Regions from separate parts of the Bombyx mori genome. Here region 2 is linked to region 1. A link is a contact called in public Hi-C data. All regions are on one chromosome and are shown on one strand. The core of a region is the stretch at or near the end of the contact, and the rest is flanking DNA. Distances in the headings are between cores, read along the strand shown.

Evidence for each region. Hi-C and Micro-C count contacts between places; a contact is called where the count stands out from the background.
Region 2: a Hi-C map of posterior silk gland shows a contact between it and region 1, with 1.6 times the contacts expected there. The contact joins the promoter of LOC693081 here to the enhancer-like site in region 1. A contact is called at or near these places in 5 of 7 Hi-C or Micro-C datasets (middle silk gland, posterior silk gland, an unstated tissue and 1 more).

What each region holds. Positions count from the first base shown.
Region 1 is chr11:14,828,104-14,835,204 of ASM3026992v2, forward strand. No RefSeq gene overlaps it. Among protein-coding and RNA genes, the nearest start is that of LOC101738508, 13 kb to the left of the region's middle. Within about 2 kb of position 3,193, at least 7 of the 8 cell types and tissues checked have open chromatin away from gene starts, as enhancers often do.
Region 2 is chr11:14,881,187-14,888,287 of ASM3026992v2, forward strand. LOC693081 (extramacrochaetae protein) reads right to left here and starts at 3,256. Exons shown (of 2, transcript NM_001046834.1): 1 at 2,801-3,256. The coding sequence starts at 3,187. It overlaps LOC110386380 (a long non-coding RNA gene), which reads left to right and starts at 3,384. Exons shown (of 2, transcript XR_002431570.3): 1 at 3,384-3,677; 2 at 3,754-4,122.

The DNA.
Region 1 (7,101 bases), core at 1,943-4,442:
GGTGGCATGTTAATAATGAACTTTTCTATGTCTCAGCCCTAACATTCAGTGAAAACCATCTTAATTATATACCATGTAAATTATGTGCTCGAATTGCATTTATTTTTATGCAAAATAAATGTGATTTTATGTTAATTTTACGTAGTTTGTATTTATATCAATTCTACTTTAATTGATTGATGTCCGATTTATATAGCCCATTTGTAATTCTGACGCTAAATCTGAACAACAATAGACTATTCAACGCGTCCCTGTCCCGTAGTGTCGGTATCAGGAATAGTAAATTAGGAGCCGAGTGCACCTGTGTGGCCTACCGACCAAAAAAAACATGGGCGCAACCTCTGGACTAAACGAATTACTTGTCCATAAATACATTTTAAATCCTATGCTAACAAACACACATCAGACCATGGCTTGTTTCATATGTCATCTTGTGTAAATGTTCGATTTTAGAACGGCAATGAATGATGAAATGATGATTTGTACACGTTTCACGTTGATTTGTATTAATCGTAATATTAGTCAGGTGGACCCGCCTTCATTCTCAGGTGCTTTTTGAATTGAAGAAACGTTTTGGGCTTCTTTTTTTTTGTTTTAAACTGTTTCAAACATGAAATAGTTTCCTGAGATTTGTTAATACGATGGATTTTAGCGATCCGTGTGATCTAAAAAGCATCAACAAAGGAGTTTTTACTACTTTAAAGCGATTAAGATTATATTATTTATTAAAGGTTGAAAACACTGTTACGCTGATGACAAAATGAATAAGTTTGTATTAAAAAATATGTATAGTATAACCTTCACTTCACTTCTATAAAATAAATAATTTTATTCGGAACTTAAAATTATTTTCATTCGTAATGTTTTTATTTTGGCCGTATAAAAAACATATTGTTTTCTAAGAAAATGCAGAATTATTATGATAATTTAAGATATAACAGACGTTATTTAAGATATTAAAAGATAAGGAACCCTCTCGTTTTGTTTTTGTTTCTACGTTAAAATTTTGTTTGGTCATTGAACACCGAAATAATTTTACGGAAACATTTATGACTATAAATTAGACTAATATGAATTCCAACAGGATTCGAGTCCCCACCAAATAGTTTTTGTTCAATTTAAGCCTCGTTTATTTTGAAACAAGAGTTTTGTCAAGCAATGTTTTGAATACACACATACAGGGTATAAAGAAAATTATGTTTGTTGAACGAATATCACTGCTATTTTTGAATGTTACTCAATAATTTTAATGACATAAAACCATACTGCAATTCTTAAAAAATGTATAAATTATATTACTTAGTATATTTTCGGGAAGCTGCAGAAATGAAAAATAAAAAAAGGGAAGAATCATATTTTTATTAGGGGTTTGTAGAGTGGGGTCAGCTTAAATTATTCATGAAGAACTCTGTTCTAATGATAAATATATATCAAGTCAATGGATAATCATCAAATATAACTTTTTTATTTAGCTAAATCTGGATTCTCGTGATTTAACGAAGCCAAAACAATAATATGCTTAATCCGTCTATTCTGTCTATTATATCAATTCCGTTATTGCGGATCGAAAGGATTTTCGTGGCTAAGAGTGTGCTTAATTTCAGAGAATATTTCAATTTGAAAATAAGACATATTTACAAAGCCACCTAGACCATGAAGCCGGCTGTTAAAATAAAATTAATCGCAAAATTATACAAGAGCTTTCGTCTGCTTTTAAGAATAATAACATTATATTTTCCAAGAAACCTATTTATTAAATTTATTAATTTCTTAATTAAAAAGTGTTATTTTAACGCTATTGCAACACTATGCAACACTATTCTACAATGTTTATTCCAACGTTGATCATGAGTGTTGTCGTTTAATAACTTTCTTGTAAGTTTATTCTGTTTAGACACTTAGTTTACAATAATTGTTAATACCTAAATGATATTAAAATTAAGTAGGACCACGAGCTGAAAAAAATCACATAGCATTTTAAAGCGAGTAATTATTTGTAAAGATATTTTTGTTTATAAATAGGTCACATTATAAATCATTCTTTATAACTACGCATTAAGTAGTTCTGGCTAAGAAGGGCAGTTATTTGTCCGGCAGGTTGATAAGACGGCGCCGACGGCTACTGATAAACTCTGACCGTCTACTTCCCCGACGTTTTGCGATATCCATTAGTTCTGTTTGTCAAATTAAATACGGTAAGAAAGTTTGTCGGAGTACAAATGTTGTTTAACGGAAAAGAGGTTGTAATTGAAATATCTACATAGCTTTGTTTGAATTTATCAATTCAATTGAACAATGGGCAAGAGAGAAGATTTTTTAACATTGGAAATATAAAAAAGTATTTCATAGATACGGAAAAAAAATCCAGAAAAATCGTCAGCAGTGGACAGTGGCATAGTCCTGGCTTTGCTGATGTCCATGAGCCACAGTAATCCCATACCTTTAGATTGGTAATAAGTTAAACTCACCTGCCTTTTTTGGCGATAGAAATCGTATTAAAAAGAATAACACTATGATTGCTTTAAAATTAAGCTAGGATTATTTTGGATTCACGTTAAACAATCAGGATCATCTTGATTAACTTTACCGCCTGTTTTGGTATGTTTTCCATTACGATACGCTAAATTATTGTAGCTTACGTATTTCACTACACCTGTGTGATTGTTGCCCGTTTTGTAAGGCTCATAAAAATTCACGTTTGCAAACCAAATATGGAGTGAGGAATGACTGATGTCCGACAGTGATTTCTTTTAGTACTGAGTTCCTCAGTGTAAGGCAAAGACAAGCTTCCTTGCGTAGTCAGGTATAAAAAAAAAAACTTACGTAGCTCTCTCATATTGGGTCTAAAAAGGAGATCACGAATGTCAAGTATCGAAAAAGGAATTTCACGAAGCCAGCTTTTTGTACAGCTGCATGATAAAATTGATACTTTACATTACAACGCTTAGCTCGTATCTTTATGAATCCCATTTTAATACAACATTACGGAGACTGTCATAAATCCGTGCTTTTATAAGGTACTTAAAATTTACGTAGATACGTATTACTTGCTTAGCGCAGTCCGTCTCGGGTTACAGCTCGGAACAAAACGTGAAACTTGGAATAGTTATTTTCTTTGTATTGAATAACACAAGCGACCGCATTGCGGCAATTCATGCTGTCTCTTTTGTTAAATGGATGCGCAGGCGCCGCACTCCATGTCAAGTCAGTGCTTAGTGCGCTGACGTCATAGTTGGTCACGCTAGCGAAAAGCGCAGTTTACTCACAGTAGATTGTTGTTATCGTAAAGAAGTTGTAATTTGAAATGTATGAATTTTTGGTTAGTAATGTGTTGAGTTCGTTGCGTGAGCAAAAAATTTTATGGTATCTATGGCATATTTTACGGTGCGTTTCCAGAGATAATTTTTAGTCACGTACCGTCTGGCTCTGGATTTAATTCCCAACAGTGTTTCCTGAGCACTACTTCAAACGGGGTTTACGCTCCTTGCGGTGGGCCATGACTTGGCTGCATTGTTGACGTGAGTGGTCGTAACCACTCGCCTTCAGGTGGACTGTACGCTCGTTTGCCTAGAAACGAAAGAAAATAATAATTTGGACAACTCTCAGCAGAGGCAGCGGTTCATTTGGATCCTGAATTCGTAGTCTCATCTGATCTGAAAGACAGACATTGTAACTATACTGAGACCTTAGAACTCATATCTCTATGGGCTCCAGTAACCACTTAACACCAGCTCGTCCACATATCTAAGCAATAAAAATAAAAAAAGACAATCAAGGCGATCATCTGTTAGGAGCGCCTGGTAACATTATGTCACACATACTACAGTAGTTGAAGTTCAATTTAGTTTAAGCACTAATTGTGTAGGCATAAAAGGGGTGTTTCGACAAAACTCTCGGTGTGTCGACAGTTACTCTTCTGTTTCTGTCTCGACTGGTGCCACTGCGATCATGTCGCGTACTCGACACCTGCAAATCGGAGTCAATGCTCTCTCGTCGCATCGTAGGTACAATGCACGTGTGCGAACGAATAGAAACTTGTTGCCGTACTGAATTTGCATACACTGCTACGTCAAAAACGTTTATGTAATTGCTTGAGTTCTTTGAAGTTTACGAACAAGCCTCCGAACGAGCTTCCATAATTTCAACGACAAGCCTATGGTGGGTAAAGATCAAAGGCTTTTTCTTTTTCTTAACTAAAGAGAGTTTTTCTTTGAGTTTTTTTATATTTATCACCGTGATTTGTGAGCTTTGACACGATACGGTGTAGGTCTAGCATATCGTTCGCATTTGTCTTCTTTAGTCAAATAGCTAGTCTTAAATTATCAGTGTCTGTTGAATTACTGATTGACTGACTCGGTAGTGCAATAGTTAGCGTCTCCGACTGTTGGGCCGAGGGTGGTGGGTTCGATTCCCACAGGCTTGTTTGCTCTCTCTGGGTGTTTATTATGGATATATGTATTTATTTAAACGTATATAAGTATGTATGTCAGTCTCTAATACCCATAACACAGGAAATTCTAATTTGCGGCCAGATGACCGGGCGTGATTTGTTCCCAGTTTATTAGTTATTATTATTAATTACAAGAGATTTGCCACCATCGATAGAAGCGTACGCTACTCTGCGTCTGAAAGCACTAAAACTCATCCCATTAGATGTCAATTGAAATCCATCATAACTTGAGATTTCGCATTGTGCTTGCTGTCTTTGGGCTCCAGTAACCAACTAAGATAGGGGTTAGTTCGTCTGTAAAAAAAAAATTTACAACAAGCCCATTATAAAATATAGCCGAATGCCGCATAAAACGGTGCAGCCATTGTAGAAAGTACACGGGACACAAATAAGATATGCGTCAATGATTTTATTAGGATAAAAAATGAATGCAAGAAATTTTGTATTAAAATGTTCTCAAATAAGGATTTTGTAGATAGAATCAATGTGAGTGAGCTCGGAGAAAAGTTCCCAGTCTATCTGATGTTAGGGGCTGCATATGTCCATAGATACGAAATTAGACCTTCGCTCTATAAGCATAAGGCAATTCCCATTATAGATCGAATTCTATCGGAATAACGGTTTCAGTTAACTAAAATATGTCTCGCTCGTATTTTTATTTTTATGTTCTTTTGTTGCTTAGATGGGTGGACGAGCTCACCGTCCACCTGGTGTTAAGTGGTTACTGGAGCCTATAGACATCTACCACGCAAATGCGCCACCCACCTTGAGATATAAGTTCTAAGGTCTCAGTATAGTTGAGTATAGTTACAACGGCTGCCCCACCCTTCAAACCGAAACGCATTACTGCTTCACGGCAGAAACAGGCAGGGTGTTGGTACCTACCCGCGCGGACTCACAAGAGGTCCTACCACCAGTAAAAATCGTATTTTTGTTATTCTCATATTTTTGTATGTGTATGGTATTTATGTGGTAGAACATAGTGAAGACTTGTAAAAAAGTAACTATTAAGTATGGTCAATTCATTTGAGAGAGTTGAATAGTTTTTACAAGAAAATCATATGCGTCTAAATTTTACGTGTTTTCATAATTTTTAGCCGTGTTCTGAATCGAGGTGTTACGTCACAATCGACTGGCCGTCTGTAAATATGTGCTGTGTTATGAGCAGCACACGTGGACGTTATATATACCATATTATACAAAGTTTGGATAAGCAGATTAATTTCGATTTGTGACTTAAAAACGATTTAATACATGGAACCATGGAACCATGGCACCCTGCCTATTTCTGCCGTGAAACAGTAACGCGTTTCGGTTTGAAGGGTGGGGCAGCCGTTGTAACTATACTGAGACCTTAGAACTTATATCTCAAGGTGGGTGGCGCATTTACGTCATAGATGTCTATGGGCTCCAGTAACCAATTCACACCAGGTGGGCTGTGAGCTCGTCTACCCGTCTAAGCAATAAATAAATAAATAAAAACGAACAAGAAAACTCCTATCGGGTTTCACTGTGACTTTCGCTAAGTATGTTATATAGACATGGGTTTGGAAAACGATTCGCGCGTTCTGTGTGCATATAAACATTATGTTAGAAATCTTTCTTAATTATAAACAAATTTACAAATTAACGAATCGTGAACGCAAAGAGAACGTACTTACAGACCGACAAATATTCTTTCTTGCAGATTTTCAAGCAGTTTATTCGTAAGTAAGCATTGTCTCGGTCATATCACAAAAGAGAAAAGTTAGTATATCGCTAAGGATGAGGACACATGCCGCTATCACTGAGCCCCAGGACTACATTTGACTTTATGTACAATGACAATTCTTATAACAATGGTATTAGAACACTCTCAAAGCCTTTCGAGTCCACTCTCACATGAGAGACATCCATGATACGTATATCGGGTAATATTTCCGTGTTTGTATGTACGTATTTCAAAATAAAATATTATGAAGGAAAAACCTTAAAACACAGTTTTATGCAATTAGATTAGAAATTAGCCGTTGTAACAATACTGAGATCTTAGAACTTATATCACAAGGTGGGTGGCGCATTTACGTTGTAGATGTCTATGGGCTCCAGTGACCACTTTACACTAGGTGGGTTGTGAGCTCGTCCACCCATCTAAGCAATAAATAAAAAAAATCTTATTTTCAAAACTTAAGTTATTAAGTGCGTGACTGATCGTGTGCTCGTTGCTGGTTTGAATGGCGCATCCTAACGTTGTCAGCGGCAGGCTGTGTCTGCGCAGCTTATGGCCTATTGTTCGTTAACAAACGCAGGAAACTGTAAAGTCGAAAGTCCACCTTTTGAGACGCTCCTACACATCTGAGAACACGATGCGTGTTCAAAATGGTTTGGCTTTTTTATTAATAGTTGTTCAAGATCAATGGATTGTTTTTTTTTCTCTGTTTGTTGTCTCAATTTGTTGTCAGAAGATCAAAATTGTTCAAAATTATAAATGATGCGGATCAAAATAATACGAACCATGTTTACTTATCGATATTTTTTCGACGAATTCTCGGTCTTTGCGAGTCGTAAACATAATTTAAACTATTTTTATGACTTAATCAATCGTCCGTAACCTCGAAAACTGTAATGTATTCCAAAATAATCGGAAATAATAAAATGAAAATAATAAACAC
Region 2 (7,101 bases), core at 2,006-4,505, 53 kb after region 1:
GTGGTGGAGTTGCATTGTCCGCTATCAGTGTTCGCTCTGCGGTTTATTACTTCGGGGAAACATGAAGGTACTCGTAAACTTTCACAGACGCGATTTATGTGCGAGGCGCGAGTCGAGGAGACAAAGATATTCCGAGGAGCGGGAAAGCGTGGGCGCGGACACCTGGCTGCTCGTTAGTGTCGCTCGGCGGACGGACGCGATGCGTAGGCGTAAGTACGCCTGCACTGATTGCTAATATCAGATATACCAAATCCGATTCACCATATGTTGTGAAATATATTTCATTCCGTTTTTAAACGTAAAGATTCGGTCTGTAATTGAAATTGACGGATCTTGTGTCAGTTTTTGTAAGGGCTTCTAAATTGATATCTAAGAGATGCGGGTCAGCAATTGGATCGTTAAGTAATATTGACATACCAATAGACAGACAATAAGTAAAAATATACGAATGCGACAGCGAATGACAATACTTTCATCGATACTGATTAATGTAAATTACATTGCACGGATCGCGGTCATGGTAGGGGTTGAAGGCCCTTTGTTTGTAATAAAACAGGGGCGTCATGGCTTACAAGCATATCACTCATTAAGCATCATACTTAATAGCTTATTACGGTAAGATTAGAAAGTCAAACGTTGCTGCAGAAAATATAGATGGATTTTATCATTATTCATCAAGTTCGATATTACAAAATTTGAGAGAGAATAATGAGAAAAGTAAGTAATGACCGACAGTACGGATTGGACAATGCCCGAGGCGGTACAGCTGCGGCAATAATTACGTACGCGATAGGAGCTGTGGTGTATGGTCGTGACCGGCGCCCGATGCCCCGACAGATACCTTCGTGAAATGCCGCCTCACGACGCGCACGATGGAGATTTGAATTCCGACACGATCGCCTCCGAGCCTCGTTTTTTCCTAGTCACAACCGGTCGGCCGAATCTCGCTCGTGAGATAGAAAACGATGATCGAGAAATCCACGTCCGATGTCCTTGCGTGAACGAATACTCAACATTTGTTATTCAGGAATGCGGCCCGATTAGTCGACATTCCAATGTAGTAAGCGGTAAGGTAAATTCGTAAATATCGATGGGTTTCACGATAAATTTAAGAGTTGTTTGTTGTTTCTATTATGTTATTGGTTAACAAAGAACATGGGTAACGCTTTTGCACACATAGTTGAGAGCATTAGACGTTACATTCTTGAGTTTTTGGGCACTAACCGTAGCTTTTTTCAAAGTATAGTTCTGACGTCAAATTTTGTGATATGGCGTTTTAGTCATTGAACATAACATGAAATAAAGTAGAACATAATTTTATATTAAGGAGGAAGAAGGAAAATGTACGTGTCGCAATAGCACGGTACTTTTTTTACTGTAAATTTAACGCAGCAGCTTGCGTCACCTAAATCACGTTGGTTTTAAACATTTTCCTCGGTTCCAACACACTGGCAGTGATGAAAATTTACGTGGCGCGACCAAGTATTAACGAGCGCGCATTGCTCTACAACTTCAAATAAATCCCGAGGGATGCACCTGCTGTACGCATCTAGAGCGATCTTCCACAAAACAGTAAAGAAAGCGCTTTTCCTAAACAATCATCGGGTTTTTTTCTGAGGTTATTTCAGCTTCACTCTAACGCGTGTAGGTGAGCTCACGGGGCTCAAACCGGAGTATTGCTAACACTGACCCTAGTAAGAGCAGTGCTGAATCTACCACCGGATCGGAAACGCGATTCACTGAGAAGATCCGACGAGAAACTCAGTGGGCTGTGTCGTTGGGTTAATTCGCACGGTGACCGGTGCTTGTGGTGCCTAAAAGCACCGTTAATGGATCAAAATCATCGGTGATGACGTTCAATGCGCTTGGAGAGTTTTGCGTTGTTCTTCACGTTGCGAAACGACAATCGCACACAGGTGTCAGTCGGAATGCTAAACGAGTCAATATAAATATGTGTTGAATATTCAAATAGTGTGTCAGTACATGGTCGTTTACGCGGCGCCGGCGCAGGTGTCCGCGCTTCAAGGCTGAAATTCAAAACAGCAGTCACGCATGCGTGAGCAGCGACTAACACTGACACTAGTTGTTAGAGCTATTCCGACTATGATTTGCCTCTCCGCTCGAACGATCATAGTCATACAGAAACCACGAAACGTTCATCGTCAAACTTATCAAGTGCAGTAATTGCACAGTTTAATGGACATGTATTGGTGAAATAGACACAAACAAAACAATTATAGTTCCATGGATGCATACTTTTAGTATTTATATTGGCTTTAACCAATTTCCATAATTTTCTACGTCACGAGAAATGTTGTTGTCCGTTGTAATTTACATTCAATCCTCATTAGAATTCTACTGAAATGTATGCTGTTTAATATTGAAATTAGATTATAATACATAATCGTTTGAGTCTGTGGCTTGTGTCGTTGTGAAACTCATCTCTACTTTTACTTCCCGCGCTTGCGAAACGCGCAGGTGTGCGCAAAACACAGACACGGCCGATTTCATTTATTTTTTTATGCAATACTGTCTCTCACGGCTTGCTGGCTGTGGTTGTGCTAGAGATTGTGATTTACAATGATTGAAACTGTTACAGTCTCAATTCTCATTATTATTATTAATGTTATATCGGGTACATTTTGAGGATTGGAGAATTAATATTTGTCGGTAGCTCTACATTTTAAATATTAAAACTAATTGTAACGATACATTAAACTTGTTCATTTTCAATGAAGTTTGAAATAGAATTTTTGTAGAGTGAATAATTGTTGAATGATATATCTTATAAAGAACTCACCGTTTGATTTCTGTGTTCGTGTGTGGAGGGTGATTTGCGGAGGATGGTGTTGGGCGTAGGGCGAGGGCCTAGCGGTCTCCTCTGAGGGCGGGGCTGCGGCGACGCTGCGCAAGGTGGCGACGCTAAGGCGCCTTCAGCGTCAAATTGTCCAACAGCTGGGTGATTCTCCAACGCTGATTGAAGGTCGCAGATATAGTCTATAACATGCTGAATCACTTCTAATTTGGAGATCTTTCTATTCTTGGGCATGAAGGGTACGAGATCCTGGAGCTTCGAGAGGTACATTTGTATCTCAGCGTTTTCGCCATCCCGGTGTCGCTGCACTCGACCGCTCGCGATCGCGGGGACCGAGGCGCCGGTCGCGCACACTGCTGTTATCGCTTTCATCTTGAGTCACTGAACACGAACACTGGGTAAAAATGTAGAGTCGCAACGCGATACGTGTTAATCGCACGAGTACTGAGCGAGGAATGAGGAGATGCTCGTTCCGTTGTAGTATTTATGTAGGTTGGTGGGGCGCGGGGCGGGGCCGCTTGCTCCAATGGGCGCGCGGGGCGGGGGCGCCGAAGCCTGATTTTTCCCATGGCGGCAGATTACGGGCGCCGCGTCTGCCTGCGCTGGGCGGCCCTGACTAAGGCCGTTGCGCTCCTGACATGCACTTTGTCCCATCCACCTTATTGTTTATTAGTGAATACAATATTTTTATGATTTTTACAGTAAAATTACATTGTATTATTTATGTCATAAAAGCACACTTCTCTTGTGGTTACATTATAGGAGTAATGTAGGAAAATACAGTAACAATTGTCAATCATAATAAATGACAAAGCATTTTAATAACTACGTTGACATAGAGCTAGTTTATTGAGCATACTATGTATGTACATGATAATAATATATACATGTATAGTTTTACAATATTTGAAATCATGATAAACATTATTTTTTTGTAGCAAAGTCATAGAAGTAACAGGAGAGTACAAAAGATACACAACAATTAGGTCGATATTTGAAATAGTCGGAATTCCAAAATGAAAGTTTTTTCAAAATATCAGTCTACGGAAGGGTGTTAGCGGGGGTGGTCGCAGGTGAGCCGGTGGTGAGCGGAGAGCGGTCTTCGAACAATGGAAGTACGTGAAGGCATCCACTTGTCGCGCTCACACGGAGCCTGCGTCAAAAGCCTTATTGTTTGACTCCGGTAAGTTTTTCGGTGATTTGTGTGAAATTAGCGACCTCTCTGTTGCCATAAAAACGAGCAATTATTCATCCATTTCAATTAAACGTTATGTAACTAAAATGAAATAAAAAACGACAACGACAAAGCCCTGTTTTATTTATGTTCTAATCATTTACAATATACATATAATAACTTTTTTACAGACTGGTAAATATGGGAGACATCTCACCAAAGTTGTTGTGAACTATAAACATATTAATCTATCTATGGTATACCCGAATCAAATTCTCATGCAAAATGGTATTCTTTAAATCGTATTAGTCATCTAAATTTTTAGTCAGTTCCAAATCGGTGACCACACGGAGGCTCGTATCGTAATAATAAAACGGTGAGTATAAAAAGTCGGGGCCAGCAAAAAGTCCCGAGTCACCTTGGAGGCGGGAGTAAAGAACTCAGGTAGTGAATTGCTTCATTTTGACTTATGCGACTTGAGATTAAGAAGTGTTTACACCATGATACTGCTTATTTATAGGTGTATCACGATCAGAGTTGAATATAATATTTTCACTGGTTTAAATGTAATACATATCCTAAATAATTCAATTTATAGTATGTATTTTTTTATACAAAAAATGGTATTACTGATCAGATTGGATTTGTGGTAGATAACGGCTTGGCTCTGTCCTTGCCGTTTCTGACGTGCATGAGTGACGTAACCACTCACCGCCAGGGAGGCCTTATGCCCATTTGGAGCACAAAGCACTATAATAAAATATGCTACTTATTTCTGCCGCAAAGAACTCATGCGCTCAGGTTTAAAGGGTGGGACAGCTATACAATAGAATTGAAACTCCGACTCCGATAATTTAAGTAATGAAAGTGAAATACAAAATTCTGAATCGATTTTTACGTTTCGTCTGTATGACGCAGCTTTATAAAAAGCGTGTTATTTTTTCTGTGAGCACGTCCTTAATGCTGGATAATGTGTTCTGATAAATTGGTCCAAATAACGTAATTTAATGGTAACAGACGGTGATGTGATTCGATGTGTGGTTTTGAGAGTCATTATTCGATTATAATTTCTGTTATGCTAGAAAATATATACGGAATATTTTGTTGTTAATTAAAATACATTTTTTGGTTGATTTGTCTATACATATTTTTAAACAATGCTATTCGCATTCGTGAATGAAAGTCGTTGTGAGTTTTCGTTCATTTCATCGCTAGTTAGAGTTAAAACAAGTTTCTAATAGCGTGAATGAAAATATTTCCAGAAAAGAATTAAGATTATTGTTAGATATTTTAAGATTGTAGTCTGTAGTAGAAGAAAAAAGGAATGAAATTTACCAATTTTAAAATTAAAGAATGCAGATTTTTTTGCCTTAACTAAGCCGTCATAAATTATTGGTTGTAAGTTTAAAGCGAATATCGTACGTTATCACGCGAAAGAAATATATATTCGTTTTTATTTTATTTTTATTTCGAAATTGATTTAATTTCACTGATATCTCTTTTAGGGTTAGGTATATTTGAATGTTTGTTTATGCACGTATATTATATCTACAAAATAAGTCGAAAAATACATACTTTCCGAGTTGTAGATGAATAATGACTTAACCTCTAAGTACCGCACATTTACCTTACAAAAGAATGGTTCATCAGTAATAACTCAATTTTAGGTGTCAAAACGTGTCTTCGCGTCTACCTGAGATATTAAAGATCATTGGGCGTTTTTTACCCGCTTTTTTTAAAGTCGCGAACATAAACCAAAACACTTTTAAATCATAGTGCTTCCAATCATATTTAATATTATGTGGTTATTTTAATTCATAACAATGGGAAAATGGAAATAAAAGTAAAATGAAATTCATATTTTAAGTTGACTATTTGTCCTAATTACTAAATATGACCGCTCAGTAAGTTAAAATATCACTCCGTGGTATTTTCGTAAAGTCAACCTGAGTAAAGTCAGAGACTATTAATGGTCGCTTTAAAAAAGACTTCAAAATATTCCGCCATGTTTATTTTAATGTAGCGCTTACAAATATGATGACTGATTTTAAAATAACTGCAGCACTTATCAATGCCACTTATCAGCCATATAGAGATAACGCTCATGCCGCAGAGTTTATAAATATAATAAATGAGAATATAAATAGAGAAAATGAATTGGCTGATTACGTGATTCGAAACAACTTAAACAGGCAAAGAGTTGCATTCACGCCGATAGAGGCAAACAATCCCGAATTAAGAGATTTTCCACAATTAACTTACGACGAGCTATTTTTATTTACCTTGGGAATTATACCATTTGAAATTGGCCAAATCTTATTGCCATGAACACATGCGGCCAAACGGAGTGTATATAATGGAATTATACCATCGCAGAGAGTTGGTAGAAAATAAAATATTAATACGAGGCAGAATACAGTCTCGTCACATAAGAGCAAAACGCTATTATACATATATACTAATAAATCCGGCATTGCAAGGAAGACAAAGCCTCGAAGGGTATTACTGTTCCTGTATACACGGCCGCCGCACTGTAGGGAGTTGCGCGCACATCGCCAGTGTGGTATACTTTTTATCTTGGGCTATATATCAAGAAGAATTTCACGCACCTGCGGCGTTTTTAGACGAAACTCTTGTAGATTTGGATGCGGCAGAATAAAAGTAAAGAGAAAAACATGTTTTTTTTATTCCTTTTTTCCTCTTGAATTATTGCACAAAAAAGTAAAAAAAAATATATTTTTTTAATGTCCAGTTTCTCCTTATTCCCACGGCTCACAGATATGGGACCTATACCATTGTAAACTAGATTCAATTGCCTATCCACCAGACCTAATTTCATTTTTGTTCGCTGTAGGTAAGTGTCCCATACAAAGGTGCCCGATGTCCTTTACAATCAACAGCCAACCTATTGTCCACTCACGTCCATCTTTGTTGTCCAGTCTGGGTTTGCATCAAAAGCACCTGCAGTGCAATTGACAGGATATTGTTTTAAATAGACAGGTAGGTACATATTATGGACAGTACGAATGAAAAGAGGTTTTATTTTTATTTGGTTCAGTAGAAAAATGTACATTTTTTTAAATGAATTTGAAGACTGCCGAGTTTACAGTCC